3 separate regions of the Mus musculus genome follow, and all the other regions are linked to region 3. A link is a contact called in public HiChIP or PLAC-seq data. All regions are on one chromosome and are shown on one strand. The core of a region is the stretch at or near the end of the contact, and the rest is flanking DNA. Distances in the headings are between cores, read along the strand shown.

Region 1 (4,764 bases), core at 1,165-3,664, 510 kb after region 3:
TTTAGATGAACCTCACTGGCCCCCTTTTTCTAGACTGTGACCAAAAGAAACATGTCACCTAGAGCAATCCTCTAAAAGTGGCTTCTGTTTCCAGACTGGTTTATTCACATAGTTCCTTGTGAGACAGGGTCTTGCCCTGTTGTCCAGGCTCACCAAATATCCATAACAACCTTCCTGCCGTGGCCTCCCAAGTACCAGCACTGCAAGCGTGAGCCACTGCGTCCCAGTTTTAATAAAGTAACTTCTTGTGACTTAAGTCCATGAACTGGAGGTGAGTGGTAACCATGGTAACCACAGCATCCCTTTGGGCATGTGCACTGAGAACTGAGAAGAAAGAAAACATCTGGAGTACCCTTCTCCCTCGAATCCGGCGTACTTTCATCATGTTCACCTTTGAGACGAGCTTGAGGTTATTGGAAAGGCTGCATTATGGGCAAACCAAGCAATGCTAAAAGGTAGAGGTAGACTTTCAGAGAACTAAGCATGAAACAGTTCCCAATGGTAGGGAAGGTTGCAAGTCCTTTTTCTATGTCTAAATACTTAATTCCAAAGAGAAATAGTAATATTTTCTTAGAGGTGCAGTCCAGGCTAGCTTCAAACTGACTGAGCTCCGGTTCCTCCAGCCTTTCTTCTCAAGTGCTAAGATTATAGGCCCGAGGCTGTGGGGCCATAAGGGACAATTAATTATTCGACCTAGCACAAAAAGAGTTTTGATATCCCCCCCCCCAAAAAAATACCTTAGGTTTCTGCCCTGAATCTGGCTGCTTTTCTACAGTGTTTATCTTGATGCAAAGGAAGTTTCTAGATCACCACATAGTACCTGATGTACAGACCAGAGTTTCCTGCCACAGGTGACCTTTCGTTTTGCAGATCTTTATTGACCAGCAGGAACTGTTAACTATCTGGGGACACATCGTCTAGCAAAATGGACAAAAAAAACCCAGCCCTTAGGAACATAAGGTACACAGCAGTGATTGTGTTCTTGCTTTTGATAAAGACAGTCAAGTAAAATTTGACACGACTTTGCCTCAGCCTGTTCTCATATTGCTGGGAAGTTCTATGGGATTGGGCTCTAGGCAGACAGTGTTATCACTCTGCTCAGGCAGGGGGAAGTTTCCCCAAATCGTGATGTTACAGCTCTTCTGGAAAAGGTAGCCTGGCCACCATGAGCCAAGGAATACCACAGAGTCACATCCACACCACACAAGAAACCTCCCACGAGATTTGCTGGAAGGAAAAAAAAAAAAAACAGGAAAATGGCTGCCTCTTCAAGAAACTTCAGGGAACTGGGCAGAAAAATGGACTTTATATAGGGTTTCTTGGAGTGTGGGGTTTTCCAGGGTGGCCTGCGATGGGAGGATTATGTGGCTTGATCTTGGCCAAAGCTTTGAGGGTTGGTGGGATTCTGTGATCAGACTCTGGGACAAGGTCTTGGGCTTGGGTCAAGTCAGGGTCAGGGTGTTCTTTCCTGGGCCCTGTTATCCTACACAGACTCCTTAGCACTGGTGAACTAATCTAAGAGAGTGCCCACAACAAAGTCCAGTTTTCCAGACATTAAAGACACCTAACCCAGACCCATTCGGTTGTTTATTATTTCTCAAACCAAAACTTCCTTTAAGGGGCAAGAGAGATGGCTCAGCTGTTAAAGAGCATTGGCTGCTCTTGTAGAGGGCCCAGGTTCAATTCCGAGTACCTGCATGGCTACTCAAAACGATCTGTAAGTTCACATCTAGAGGATCTGATGGCCTCCACCTAGACTAGGTACACCTAGATGCATAGATGCAGGTAAAACGCCCGTATTAATGAAATTTAAAAACAAAACAAACCGCTACAGCACTGGAGAGGGAGGCAGGAGAATCACTAGTTAAAAGACTAGTCTGGGTTCTGACAGGCCAGGTCTCAAAAGACTTGTCTTTTTCTTTCCTTCCTTCTTTCTTTCTTCCTTCCTGCCTTCCTCCCTTCCTTTCAAGAGTTTTACTCTTAGTGTGTAGGGTGTTCGGCCTGCACATATGTTTGTGCACAGAAGAGGGCACCAAATCCAATGGAACTGAAGTTACAGAAGATGACCACAGACCAGGTGGGTGTTAGGAATCAAGCCAAGTTCTCTGGAGGAACCACAAGTCCTCTTAACCATTGAGCCATCTCTCCAGCCCTCGGTCGTCCTTGATTTCCAATTACGTGTGTTTGGGTATGTGCACTTGGGTGCGCGTGCCCGCGGAGGCCAGACACCAGAGTTGCAGGTATTGGAAGAACTTGATGCTATCTATCATCCTCACAGGGCATCGGGTGGACACGCAGCTGCGGCGGCGCTCTCCCTCCACACCTACAGGGGGCAATCGACTTCCAGAACCGCCGCTGGACTCCGGGGCCCTCGGCTTCGCCCAGGGAACGTCACCACCGCCGGCCGCTTCTCCACCGCGCTAATGCGCAGGCGCCAAGAGCACCACGCACCGCCAAGCCGAGGGTGGGGTCACGAACTCTGACCCCCACCCCCAAAACACAAACTCAGAAAGCTCCCCTGTCCCCTTGGCCTCGGGTCCCCTCGCCTCTGCTCTCTCCAGCCCAGCGGCCGCCGCGGCGGGAGGGGTAAGTCGGGTGCGGGGCGGCCCAACCGCCGAGCGTCGTGGCCCGAGCGCCCGTGTCCCTGAGTGTCCCAGCTCCCGGTTACCGGAGAGCCGGACATTAGCGGATTGCCCAAAGCCTTGGGAGGCCGGGCCGGGCCGGTGACCTTTCACCTAAAGGGAACGCTTCCGTCTCGGCGCCGCTTCCCCCGCCCCGGGGCTGCGCGCGTGGTGGGTGCAGGGCAGGGAGCTGCGGGGCGCAGGACCGGAGGGACCATGTACCCCGGGGCTACGGGATGACACCTCCTCCGGCTCAGGATTCTGCTTGCATGAGAGGACCAGCATCCGCTGTGGCTGTTTCTCTGAGGGAAGGTGGCCTAGGGCTATCTCATGCACTGGGCACATCAAAGCTTCCAGTAGCTCTTTTGTTAGGAGCACTGCCTGAGTTTCTGCAGACAACATCTCATGATGTGCAGATATTGCCAGGCTGTCCCCTACCCCTGAGTTAAGCAGGTCAGCCAAAGCTGGAAAGGACAAGCAAAAGAGACTTGAAGTTAAATCCGTTTAGGGCTTTTTTTTCCACCGCTTGGAAGTTGTTAGTGTGTCTTAGACTTCAAGGAAGGGGTTGTTCTTTGTTTTTAAAACAGTGTCTGCTTGTTTACCGGGTTGAGTAATTGTCTCTAAACTTTACGTGTCTACTTTGGTAAATTTGGAAAGAGATTATTGATCTGTTCTAATCAAACAGCAAACATGAAAAAGGAAATCGTTTGGGGAGGGTGTCTTGGGAGTTGTAGTTTGGTGGGACAGAAATGCAAGTACATTAGAGAAGATTCCAGGAAGGGAAGAAAAAGTGGGAGTTTATTGTGGACCATTTAACATTGAGAAAGAACAGAAAGCCTGGATGACCTGCAGGAAGGAGCCAGGCTGGTGACACATGCCTGTAATCCCAGTACTCAGGAGGCTAAAGCAAAGCAGGAAAGGTCACCTGGAGTTCTTGTGGAGACTGGCTTGGAAATCATGTATCCAAACCCCAGAAGATGTATAGAAGATAAAGGAAAGGTCTTACGTCCTTTGTATCAACATGGCCAGTAACCTTTTGGTGTGCATCTTGAACCTTTGGATACAGTGTAAGTTTTCCAATTGCAATCATTCCAAAGACCTATTAGTCTAAGGGTGGCAGTAACCACAATTCCCGTTTCCAAGTTAGACCTTCTGTACAGTTCTAGCCTGTAGGACACCCTTTATAGCCTCCTAACTCTGGTTTCAAAGGTCGTTTTAATGTTGCTTCTATTGTCATTAAAGAAGATACTTGATGCTTGTATCCATTACAAACTAAACATATGGTGACAATAAATTTAACCAATTTCATGATTTCATCATTCTGTGTAACGCTTTCAAGGTGAAAGGTTTTCAAGGGGACCATACAAGGCAGCAAAGCCTAAATATCTTCTGAGGGTGTGGTGAAGTGTGTAATTCCTATCCCGGTGATAGCAAAGACCAACCTCATACAAAAAGTAGCACTATAAGATCCTCTGTGCACAGGCACGCGCACACACACACACACACACGTACCCTTTCAAAACCATCTCCAGAAAAATGGACCTCTGTTTGAAAGTTTTAAGAGTTAATCGAAACCATAGACGTCTGTCCTTAAATCCCAGTTAACTCTTCCTGTACACTGTATACAGCGGATCATCCAGAAATAGTGGGTAGAATGGAATTTGAGCTGGGTCTCAGAGGTCAGGCACAAGTGTGGTAGGAAATGGTATATGCTACAGAAGCACCGTTTGTGTTTTGTGTGATAAACTGCTAATAGTTTACCCCTGGGATTCCTAAGTGGGGAATTCCTTGGACTGACTGTATGCTTGGTAAACCTTGATATTTAACATATAGCATTGAGGTATAAAAGAATATGAACTTGTGACTTTCTGGGGAGGGTAATCTCCACCAGGTTTAATGATTTCTGGGTATGGGTGTTTTGCCTGTGTGTATATCTGTGTACCACAAGGGTACTGTGCTCTCCGGGGCCAGAGGAGGGTTTCAGATCCTCTGGAACTAGAGATACAGGGGGTAGAGAGCCAACATATGGGTGGAGGAATGGAATTTAGGTTCTTAACCCTTGAACCATCTTTCCTGCCTAAGGAGGTCATTTTCAATTATAAAGTCATCTCTACTGTAAACATCTCCAAAGAACCAGTTTTTG
Region 2 (4,887 bases), core at 2,097-4,596, 330 kb before region 3:
AGCACGGGAGACTTGCAGATTATCGATGGGGAGCTGTCTGGGACACTGGTGGTTGAATACCAGCATCCCTGGTTTCTGCCAGGTGGACTTAGCACCCCTACAGGTGTTCCTTGTAGGAAGCAAAATTATTCCTGGTTGAAAACCACAGAAGCAGATCTCAGGATTCTTCAACAACTTGGACTCTGATACCCTCCTTCTGTTCAGAACCTGGTTCTCAACCTGTGAGTCGAGACCGTCTGGGGGAGTCACATATTAGATAATCCCGCATATCGGATATTAACATTATGATTCATAACAGCAGCAAAAATTACAGTTATGAAGTAGTAACAAAAAATAATATCATGGTTGGGGGTTCATCACAACATAAGGAACTGTATTCCAGGGTTGCACTGTTAGGTTGAGAAGCACTGGGTTAGAAGGAAGTGTTCACAACCTTCTGGAATCCTCCTGCAGGATGATGGTAGCACCTGGAAGGTTTCCCCATCAGCTGAAGTTTTGTGGTCCTACTGAACACTCAACACCAGCAGTTTACTGACCACCCATTTAGCCCTAGGAAACGTTTGAGGGGCATCTTGGAAGTCTGGCCCACTGACTCACCTAGGGTGGGCTGGCTGGGTTGTTTTTTAGGACAGATTTGCCAAAGGAGAAGTCTTGGTAACATCTTGGAAGTCCTCACGAGAGGCACCATGTCCTCGGCAAGAAAGAAGCCCTGTGCTTTCAGTGGGGTTCTCTGAAATTCTTTGTCCTTTTTAGTAACTCTACACATTTCTAGTCAACATTTAAAAGGAGAGAGAGAGAGAGAGAGAGAGAGAGAGAGAGAGAGAGAGAGAGAGAGAGAGAGAGAGAGAGAGAGAGCCTGCTCTATATCTGGCATTGAAAGGCCATCCCTTTTCATGCTCTGGGGGTTTTGCAAGCACTCATTACTGGAAGCTCTTAGTACACTTATGGACAGTCTCCTTAACTGTCTGACCTACATACCCTCCTAACACAATCTGTAATTTTATAATCCTCATAAATTCAAACCCGTAACTGACCCTTTTCCAAATAAATGTGTGCCACAGGATGGGAGAGAAGGAAGGAGACCAGTGGATATTTTGGTGGGCAATAGGGCTCATAAATTGATTTAGGTTCTCACTGATAGATGCCTGGAACATGCTAGGTTTCCCAGCCTGACCTGACCTACCCCCCCCCCCCCAGCCATGTCCCCCTTCCCAACCCCTACAAAGCAGAGGAACAGATGGGAGAGGATGGGCAGGCATGTGTGTTTGTGTAAGAGTTGATTGAACATCAGAGAACAAAACAGAACATACATACAACTCTCTCTCTCTCCCTCTCCCAGCCCCGCCCCCCAGGAAAGCATGACTGAGACCCAAAATGGCCAAAGGGACTGCCAAGTTTTTTGAGAGTGTGCCCTAGAAAGACTGGCAGGGGTGGAGAAGGCACCTCTAAGTCAATAAGTCTGCAGGCAGACAGTGGCTCGCACAAAACCCCTCCTGTGCGGAGTAGCGGAAACTCCCAATGCGATTAGTCGGGGTGTGTGTGTGTGTGTGTGTGTGTGTGTGTGCAGACATTACTTAGCAATGACTAAAGGGCTCTCTCTTCCTGCAGCAGCCAGTGGAAAATTCAAGGAACATTTTTCCCCCTGCAGCAGCAGAATCCCTTTAACCCTCTCCCCAGCCAACTCCAAAAACAACTCGGCTTCCCCCCCCCATACGCCCCCCCCCCAACTGCCCCCCCCTCCCCACCTCCGGCAGAGCACTGCAGGGAGTTATAGGACGGCGAGGGGCTTTCGAGATGGGGAGGGCTGGAGGGGGCCGGCAGGGAAGGGGCGGGGGACCCTCAAACACTACAAAGGAAACTGTAAAAGGCACAAATACATAAACCTGAGAAGCAGCAGCAAGCCGCAGTTTCTTTGTGAGCTCCTCAGTGAGTCATTTTCAAGATGCTGTCTGCAGCCAGTTTCAAAGCGGAAGCGCACGGCAATTAGTCTTGCCGTTTCCAGACAAGCCAGAAACTCTCCCGACACTCTTTTTTTTTTTCCTTCTAAAAAGCCCCTTTTGCAGTTTCTGAAATAGCCTTTCTTGCTTCCACCCCCACCCGCCGCGTAACTGCAGCTTATCCTCGGAATGATTCGGTCGTAACAAAACAGAGACCATTTAATATTTTTAGCTCCCGCCTCCCAATTTCAAGCCCCCCCCCCTTAAAAAAAAGTTCCAGTAACATTACAGGCCAGCAGGCAGTTGGAAGTTAAAGAGCTGAGAGTTTCAAGTTCATCCCTTGCCTGGCCCATCTCCCCAATCCGAATCTGGACTAGCCGACTCGGCCGGCTTTTAAATGTCCATTAGACTGGGCGTGCGCCTGGGGCGGTGACCTGGGCGGGGGTCACCTGCCCAGAGAGAGTGGACGTAGCCCCGGGCCCCACATCTCCATGGCCCAAGTCCTCCGCTCCCTCTCCACCCCTGTGCTCTCCCCTGAATCCGAACACTCGCGCCTCGGTGCCCATCCTGAAGGGATCCGGACCGCAACCCCGGCTGGAGGTCAGTGACAATCCAGCCTCCAGCCACGCAGCCCGCTTCGACCACTATCCCTAATCCCAGAGCCCCGGAGCCTCGCTGCAGGGATACAGGAGTTTGCACTCAGGGTGTCTCCTCCGGGCTTCGCAGTGCAGACCCCAGGCCCGAGCACGAGCTCCCGGGGTGGCGCCGGTGGCGGTGGCGGTGGCGACGCACAGCATCCTCCCCCGCGGGGACGCACCCCCATCCTCCCCCAACGCAGTCTACAACTCACCCCACAGCGCCCACAACCCCACCCCCACCAGCCAAAGAAAAGAAAGAAGGAGAAAGGAGAAAAAAAAAAAAGAGGAAAAATTAAAAAAAAAAAATAGCCCGAAGAAAACTTTGCAAGCGCTGGAGCAACAGGCAAACAGTCCTGCAACCTACCCAGACGTGGGGGAGCGTTTGGGAGTCTTCTTGGGGAGATTTCTAGGAGGAACCGGGCGAAAGCCCCCGACTTTCCATGCTGACAGGCGTCTGCAGACGGTCTGTTGCTCTTGTAATGAGATCCTGATTTTCCCCCCTCTTTTTTTTTTCTTTCTCTCGCTCCTCTTTTTTTTTTTCTCCCCCCCCCCCCTCCTCTGGTGTGTGTGAGAGCAGGAAGTTGGAGCAGTCAGGCCGAGCCTGCTCACTTCCTTTACTGCATTATTCCCCAGGCGGTGTGCAGTCTGTGTAAACAGGCTTTTCCGCCCCGCGCCGTGCGCCCGGGCCGCGGCTGTGCGCCGGGGCTGCCCGCCCAGACCCGCGCATACCCCCGGCGCCGGGCCCCGCGCCCGCCCGCACGCCCCGCGCGCCCCCGCGCCGTGCCCGCCCCGCTTCCTGCTCGGCCACCCCAGGGGAGGAGCCTGGGGACCCGCCGGCCAGGCCGCCGTCTCTCCACTCGGCGGGGGCTCCGTCGGCTCCTGAGCCCTCGGGTTCCTAAGTTTGGCATCACCCTGGGTTCGTGCCCTGCTAATGGTGCCCCGAAAGGGAGGTCCCTAAGCGAGCTTTTCTCTACCATAGGCATAGAAGAAGAGTTTAGGGACAGGAGGGATGGCGAGTGGGGTTCAGGACTTTGGATGCTCTGGGAACCGGGCTGCTTTTATTGCGGACCAGAGGAGATGAGGGTGAAAAACATAAGCGTGCACAAAGGGAGATGGAGTCTTCCTAAGATGCTGTCGGATAGAGTTACTGTCGGGGCATATTTAACAGCAGCACTATAATTAATATTAATAGTAATAATTTGGAGGCAGTTTTAGAGTTGGGATCCTCTTTTGGGAATACTTTCTTAAGAGCCACAAACTAGGAGCCTTGTGTCTTAGAAAAGAGATGAGTGAAGTGGCTTTAGACAGGCACTGCTTAGGCGCTCCAGGTGGCTTGAGACAGGGGAAGGGGTACCCTGTGGTTTCAAGACTGGACTCCCCGCCCCTGAGGACAATGGCCAGGATCTGATTGGAGAGTTGGGCATTGCTCGGAGGATGCAGGAGGGAATGGGTCTCTTATTAACAAACCCTGTATACAGTTCCTCCAGCCCCAGCCTTCCAGAACCTTCCAGTCCCCTGCCTTTGGGGCTTTCTGACCAGTAGTTTTCAATCTTGAACGTTTGGCATGAGAGTACATGGCTCATTAAAGCCCTAATTGTAACCCTTAAGCCCTCACCTCAATGTGTCTGGTGTGATTGGAAGCCCCAATAACAGAATCGCGTTGAGAGTAAGGGGTGCTTTGCAAACTAGCCACAGCGTACTTATCCCAGACCAATGGCCAAGTCTCCAGGTCAGCAGGACAACATTCTGACATTTCCTTGCCCCCCCCCCATTAGCATTTGCTATCTCTCTGAAAGATTGCTTGTTTCTGAGTATCTGGTTACTATTAAAGGTTCTAGATTGAATTCAGGGATGTTAATACCCACCCCACACACGCACATCTGCAGGTGCCTGTCAGAACACCTTGTTAAACAAGGGCAGCATTTTTGCTTAATCACTGATGTGTATAACCTGCTGGTTATACACTGAGGACCAGGCTTGCCCGTGCTCTGAGAAGAGACAATGGTGGTGGGGAGAGGAGGGAGGGGGACCAAGGTAAGATGTGAAACAGAAGGAGGAATTATGGGAAAGGGGGCTGTCTATCAAACCCTGATTTTCCACAGCTAATTTTCCACTTTGGAGATTATCATTTAAAATCCCTAGTTGGCTTCTCCAGTCACTCAGCAAAACTCAGACTGTGTCCCTATATGATCCAGCTGTCCATGTGAACTGAATGCAGAGTGTGGATTTAGATTTATCATCCAACTCGGAAGCTCCCACACTTAGGAATACATGTTGCTTTTTATTTTAGAAAGTATCCACTTGGGAGAAGC
Region 3 (4,880 bases), core at 2,252-4,751:
GCTTCGAAGGCTAGCACTTTTTAGACAGAGCTATCTCTCCCAACTATTTTTTAATTTAGAAATGTGACCCTGAGGATCTTTTTTTTTCTTTTTTAAACTTAATACTGTTTGAATGTTTCCTATATGTATTCAAGCACTAAATCTTAACAGCCTGTAAGAAATCAATACATACAAAAAGTTTATTCTGACTCCAAGCTATGTTAGCCAGTGTTACAAAGCTGCAGGTGTGTTCTTAGGCTACGTAAATACAAGCCCTAGACTCAAAGGACACTGTAAGTTTTATTTTATTTTATTCTAATTGATCACACTTACTTATATGTGTACTGTGCAATTGGAGTATATCTGAAAAGGGATGAAGAAGAGTTTTTCAAAGCACTTGGAGAAGGTGCTTAAATAGAGCAATCAAACCTGGGTTCAACGTCTCAGAGACCTAACAGGTGGTCCGTGCTTTCATCCCAGCACTCAGAAGACTAAGGCAAGAAACACTGAGTTTGGGGTCAGCCTGGGCTACATCAATAGCAGGTTTCAGGCCAGGCCAACCTGGGCTATTTAATGAGACCTTGTCTCAACTCTTGCGCACACACACACACACACACACACACACACACACACACACACACACACATTAAAAGAAAGAACTGGTATTTACTCTGTATAGCTGCAAATGTCTATAAAGAAAGTAAGTGCCACAGTTAAATAAAACCAGTGCTGAAATCGAAGCGATGCTTTTGATTCTTTTGTTTATTGGGATGCTCAGAAGAAAACCTGTGTGACCAATGGGCAGAGTTTTCACGGTGAATGAAGGGCTCCGGGTAGGGTGAGAGTTGGGGCCCAGGGTCCCATCTGGTTCTGAACATCTTTCGGTCATTAGACTTTGCGCTGGGTTTTTAGAGATCTCTTCATAGCTTTGTGGTGCTTTGTCTCTGTGCTAACAGGCCTTGGGCTGCTGGAAGATTTTTGTTTTGGAAGGATGGATACTGCTGCCAATGTTTTTTGTCTTTACGTCTGCTGTTTCACCATCCTCTTGCTTCTAGGCTGCCACAGTTTATCCCTTCTTCTGAGCAGGATCCTGTTCCGCTTGGGCTTGTTCTCCTCATACACTGAGCCCCAGAAAAGCACCCTGCACAGTCACACTGAAATTGGAGGAGAAACTTAAATATGGCCCAGAGGCGCTTGGGAATGAGGTCTTTGGTGTATAGACCTTTTGCCTTTCTGATGTAGATATATATTAGCGGTCCTGTCAACATCCTTCCAAGTCGTCAGGAATGTTCTACATTAAATTTGTGGATTTGTGGCTTTGGAAAACCTGCTATTGAAATCCTGCAATTTCTCCAACCCTCCCTGTAATCCATGACACCTCGAAAGTTCTGAGTCAGTTCTTGACATTTTCATAACACGAAGTCATAATGAGCAATGTCCCCACCCCGGAACACATTTTCCTCACATTGGCCAACTCTCTTGGGTCCTTTCTTCAAAATGAAAATATAATTTGTAAGAACGTATACTAGATATGCACTTAAAAAAAAAAAAGACAGGATCTCATGTAGACCTAGCTAGCCTCATGCTTGCTTTGTAGCCAAGGCTGGCCTTGAAAACATGAGCTTCTTGCCTCTACCAATGGCTAAGGTTACAGGCGGAAACCACCACATTGCGCCCAGACAACATTTATTCGAATGCTCATTACCGTTTCTCTTGAGCTAGTCCACACTTAAAGTATTGCTGTGGAGATCCCACATTCCTCTAGAATCCTGGGAATCGTTCTTATTTCGCCGCTTTTCTTCTCAGTCTCTATTCTTAGCATATAACAATAGTTTTGAGATAACTGTCAAAACATTTATTGCATGTCTGACAAGTGTTTTCAGTTAAGAATAACGAGCAATGTAAGAAAAAAACCACATAATTGTGTCTTGCATAGTCTAAGTGTCTAGCTGCCATTTAAGGATCTTGCTGCTTTATTAAAGGAGCGACAAACCAGTTACAAAGCGATCAGGGGAGTACCCAGCAAATGCTTCTGAAATTCATAATCAGGCATGGATTAGCCCTGCCTCAACTTAATATATTGTCTCAGAGATTAATAGTAAATACTGTCTTTCTCTTCCTTTTTCTTGGCCTGTAGGCTAGTGTTTAGGCTGGGAGCCTTAGCCTGTTACGATCCCCTGTCGTTCATTTAATAAAAAGAACAGTTGGGAGAAGCATTTTAGCAACTGCATCAGAAGCATCACCTGTGAGAGCCAACGGAGGCTCCAGCGTGGCCAGTATTTGAAAGCTCAGAGTTTGTTTTCGAAAGCTGGTGACGGTTCTCATGTCGCCTGCCACTTCCAGTACTGGCCAAAATAATAATTTTAACGCCTCCCAGTGGATTATGCTAACCTCAACTCAGTTCCTTTAGAGAGATAGAAACCTATATGTCTCCAGCTCGGTCATTATAAATAATATCTACGTGTGCCCCCAAAGCTCTAATTGGCCCCATCTGTATTTCTGACAATTTATAATAACTGAATGGTATCTGCAAAGCAGTTAACTTTCTGGAAAATACTCAAAGACACACACTGAATGCTGCAATACAGAATTGCCTTCGACTCAACGTTTGCCAATTTCTTTGCATGTGTAAGCAGAACTATATTTTCAGAGAAGTTACAGAAGTCCCAGGCTGAAGTGCTATTTAATCTCCTTTCATAAACACCAGCCCTGAGCTACAATTAGCTGCTTGTGGTTGCTGCTAAATTGCTCCCCATAAGATATTTCATAACTTTATGGTTCCCCTGCTCACCATACTATGAAGAATGTGTGAATGCACCTAGGACCCAGGCATTCTTATGTCGATGCTCCAGACATAGATGTTCTTAAACAGTTGATTCCCTGATCATGGATCCTGGTCTTTCAGGCCGTGTGAGAACATCTTTTACACCAAACGGGTACACCTTCGACTCCTTTGGGCTGCACCCCCCAAAAAGGTAGCAGAGACTTAAAGGACCCTTGGCACTTGGTGCGCGTTCACTGGCAGTACCCTAGGCAGAATTGGGGGTCTGGGGTGGTCCTAACCCAGACCGTGGGACTCGCAGAGAATGGGTGCTGTGGAGTGGTGTTGGGGGAGGGGGGAAGGCTTGTTTTGCTGGGTGATTTTTTGGAAAGTAGTCGCTCGCCTGTTTCGCGGGTTTTTAAGCCCCTTGGCATGCCCTGACCTGATCCGGAGGGAGTCAACTGCTCTCAGGAATGTTCCTGGAGAAGGTGGGAGACTGTTTCCCAGGCGAGGCCCTTGGGTGCTGGAGGGCACCCGCGAGGTCAGGCAGGGAGATGCGCGCAGCGGGGGCTGCAGACACCCCCTCCCCCTGGGCGGCGGCGGCGGCGACAATGACCGGACCCGCGCGTCTGCACCGCCCGGCTGTCAAGCGCGGGGGGCGGGCGGGAGGAAGGGGTGGAGGTGCGAGGGGAGGAGGAGGGCTGGCACCGGAGCGCCGCGGTGTCGGTGCAATAAAAATGCATCCCATGGAACTGCCCATGGAGAAGGACGGGACCGAGCCTCGGCGGCCACAGAAGGTGGGAAAAGCGGAGGAGGACAGCCGGGAGGCGGCGGCGGCCGGGAAGTGAAAGGTCTCGCAAAGTTCAGCGTCGGCTGCGGGCGCCGAGCCCTGGGCGAGCGGCGCACCCGCCCTCAGGGCCGCTCAGCCGGCAGCGGCCAGGCCGGCTATGATCCCGGGGCTCCCGCCGCTGCTGAGCTGCCCGGGCCCCGCCAGGCCGGTGCGCGACGGTCACCCCGCCGCCTGGCGCGGCCCCGGCCCGCGGCTCTGTGCCCACGGTGCCCACTGAGCGAGCCTGGCGCTCCGGGAGGAGGAAGAACCACAGAGCCCCCGGTGCTCCCGAGGACCACTGCCGCTTCATCCCACCCGCTCCCGCAGCTGCCCGGCCATGGGGAGCTGCGCACGGCTGCTGCTGCTCTGGGGCTGCTCCGCGGTGGCCGCAGGTGGGTGGTGACGCGGCCGGGCCCCCACCCCTCTTCCCTTGCTCCTGCCCCTCCACCCAAGCTCGGGGGCTGGGGGATATAGGGGATCCCGGACCGGGAGCCCAGAGCTCGGCTATTGAGGATGAAGCCAGTGGCCATGTTCCGTCTCCTTTGCCCGCGACTCCGCAGTTTCAAACACTATTGATTTTTTTTTTTTCTCCTGCAACTGAGATACACATGTCCTTGAATAACCAGATATCCTGGGTACGCCCTGCAGAAGATACAGAGAGATCAATGTTTCTTTCTGGGTTTGGCTTGGGGGGGAAAACTGCCTCTGCACTTGGTGAGGGGGAACAAAGGACCCAGCTCGCCATCCCCGGGCTCTCCATGGCCTGAGGAGTGACGAGGAGGGGTGGCCCAGAGACCCTGGGCGTGCGTGGGCCGAGACCGATCTCTCACTTAGAGAGATCGCCACCTTCCCGGATCTCATTCTGTGTACTTGAGAGCCAGGTAGGGCCACCTGGGGTGAGGGTGAGCGCCCTCTTCCCGGGGCGTTGGCTGCAACGCTGTAGAACTCGGAACTGGGACCATGGGGGGTGATCACTCAGGTGGTGATTGCCCGGAGCTGGCTGACTGCCCCTGGGGAATCGGTACCCTGGCCGAAGCTCTGCAGGAGGTCGGAGGCGGGTCTGTTCCTTGGCTCAGTAACTGGGTTACGGGCAACGGGCAGATGCCCCTCTCCCCTCCCGCTACGGTCCTGTCTCTCTTGGACTGTCTTTAGGCCACCGGTTCCAGGCTTGCTGTGTCTGAGTCCCCGGGAGCCTCCTCTTTCTCTTCTCCCCCTCCCTTCTCGCAGGCCACCTGGTTTTCAGCTAGGTTAAGTACAGCACAGTGGGGTAGTGGGGAAAAATTGTGAGGGTCTGATTTCATCCCCCACCCC

Evidence for each region. HiChIP or PLAC-seq counts read pairs in DNA pulled down with a chosen protein or histone mark.
Region 1: a FOXA1 HiChIP or PLAC-seq map of pancreatic cancer cells shows a contact between it and region 3. The contact joins the promoter of Nr2c1 here to the promoter of Ntn4 in region 3. A contact is called at or near these places in 3 of 39 promoter capture datasets (the C10 cell line, cranial neural crest and hippocampal neurons) and 1 of 115 datasets of contacts at active chromatin or transcription factors (pancreatic cancer cells).
Region 2: a contact with region 3 is called in an HNF4G HiChIP or PLAC-seq map of pancreatic cancer cells. The contact joins the promoter of Elk3 here to the promoter of Ntn4 in region 3. A contact is called at or near these places in 1 of 115 datasets of contacts at active chromatin or transcription factors (pancreatic cancer cells) and 2 of 9 other capture datasets (adipose tissue and embryonic stem cells).

The regions. Positions count from the first base shown.
Region 1 is chr10:94,145,517-94,150,280 of GRCm38.p6, forward strand. Nr2c1 (nuclear receptor subfamily 2, group C, member 1) reads left to right here and starts at 2,415. Exons shown (of 14, transcript NM_011629.3): 1 at 2,415-2,586.
Region 2 is chr10:93,307,813-93,312,699 of GRCm38.p6, forward strand. Elk3 (ELK3, member of ETS oncogene family) reads right to left here and starts at 3,347. Exons shown (of 5, transcript NM_013508.2): 1 at 2,940-3,347.
Region 3 is chr10:93,637,548-93,642,427 of GRCm38.p6, forward strand. It overlaps Ntn4 (netrin 4), which reads left to right and starts at 3,502. Exons shown (of 10, transcript NM_021320.3): 1 at 3,502-3,961. The coding sequence starts at 3,907.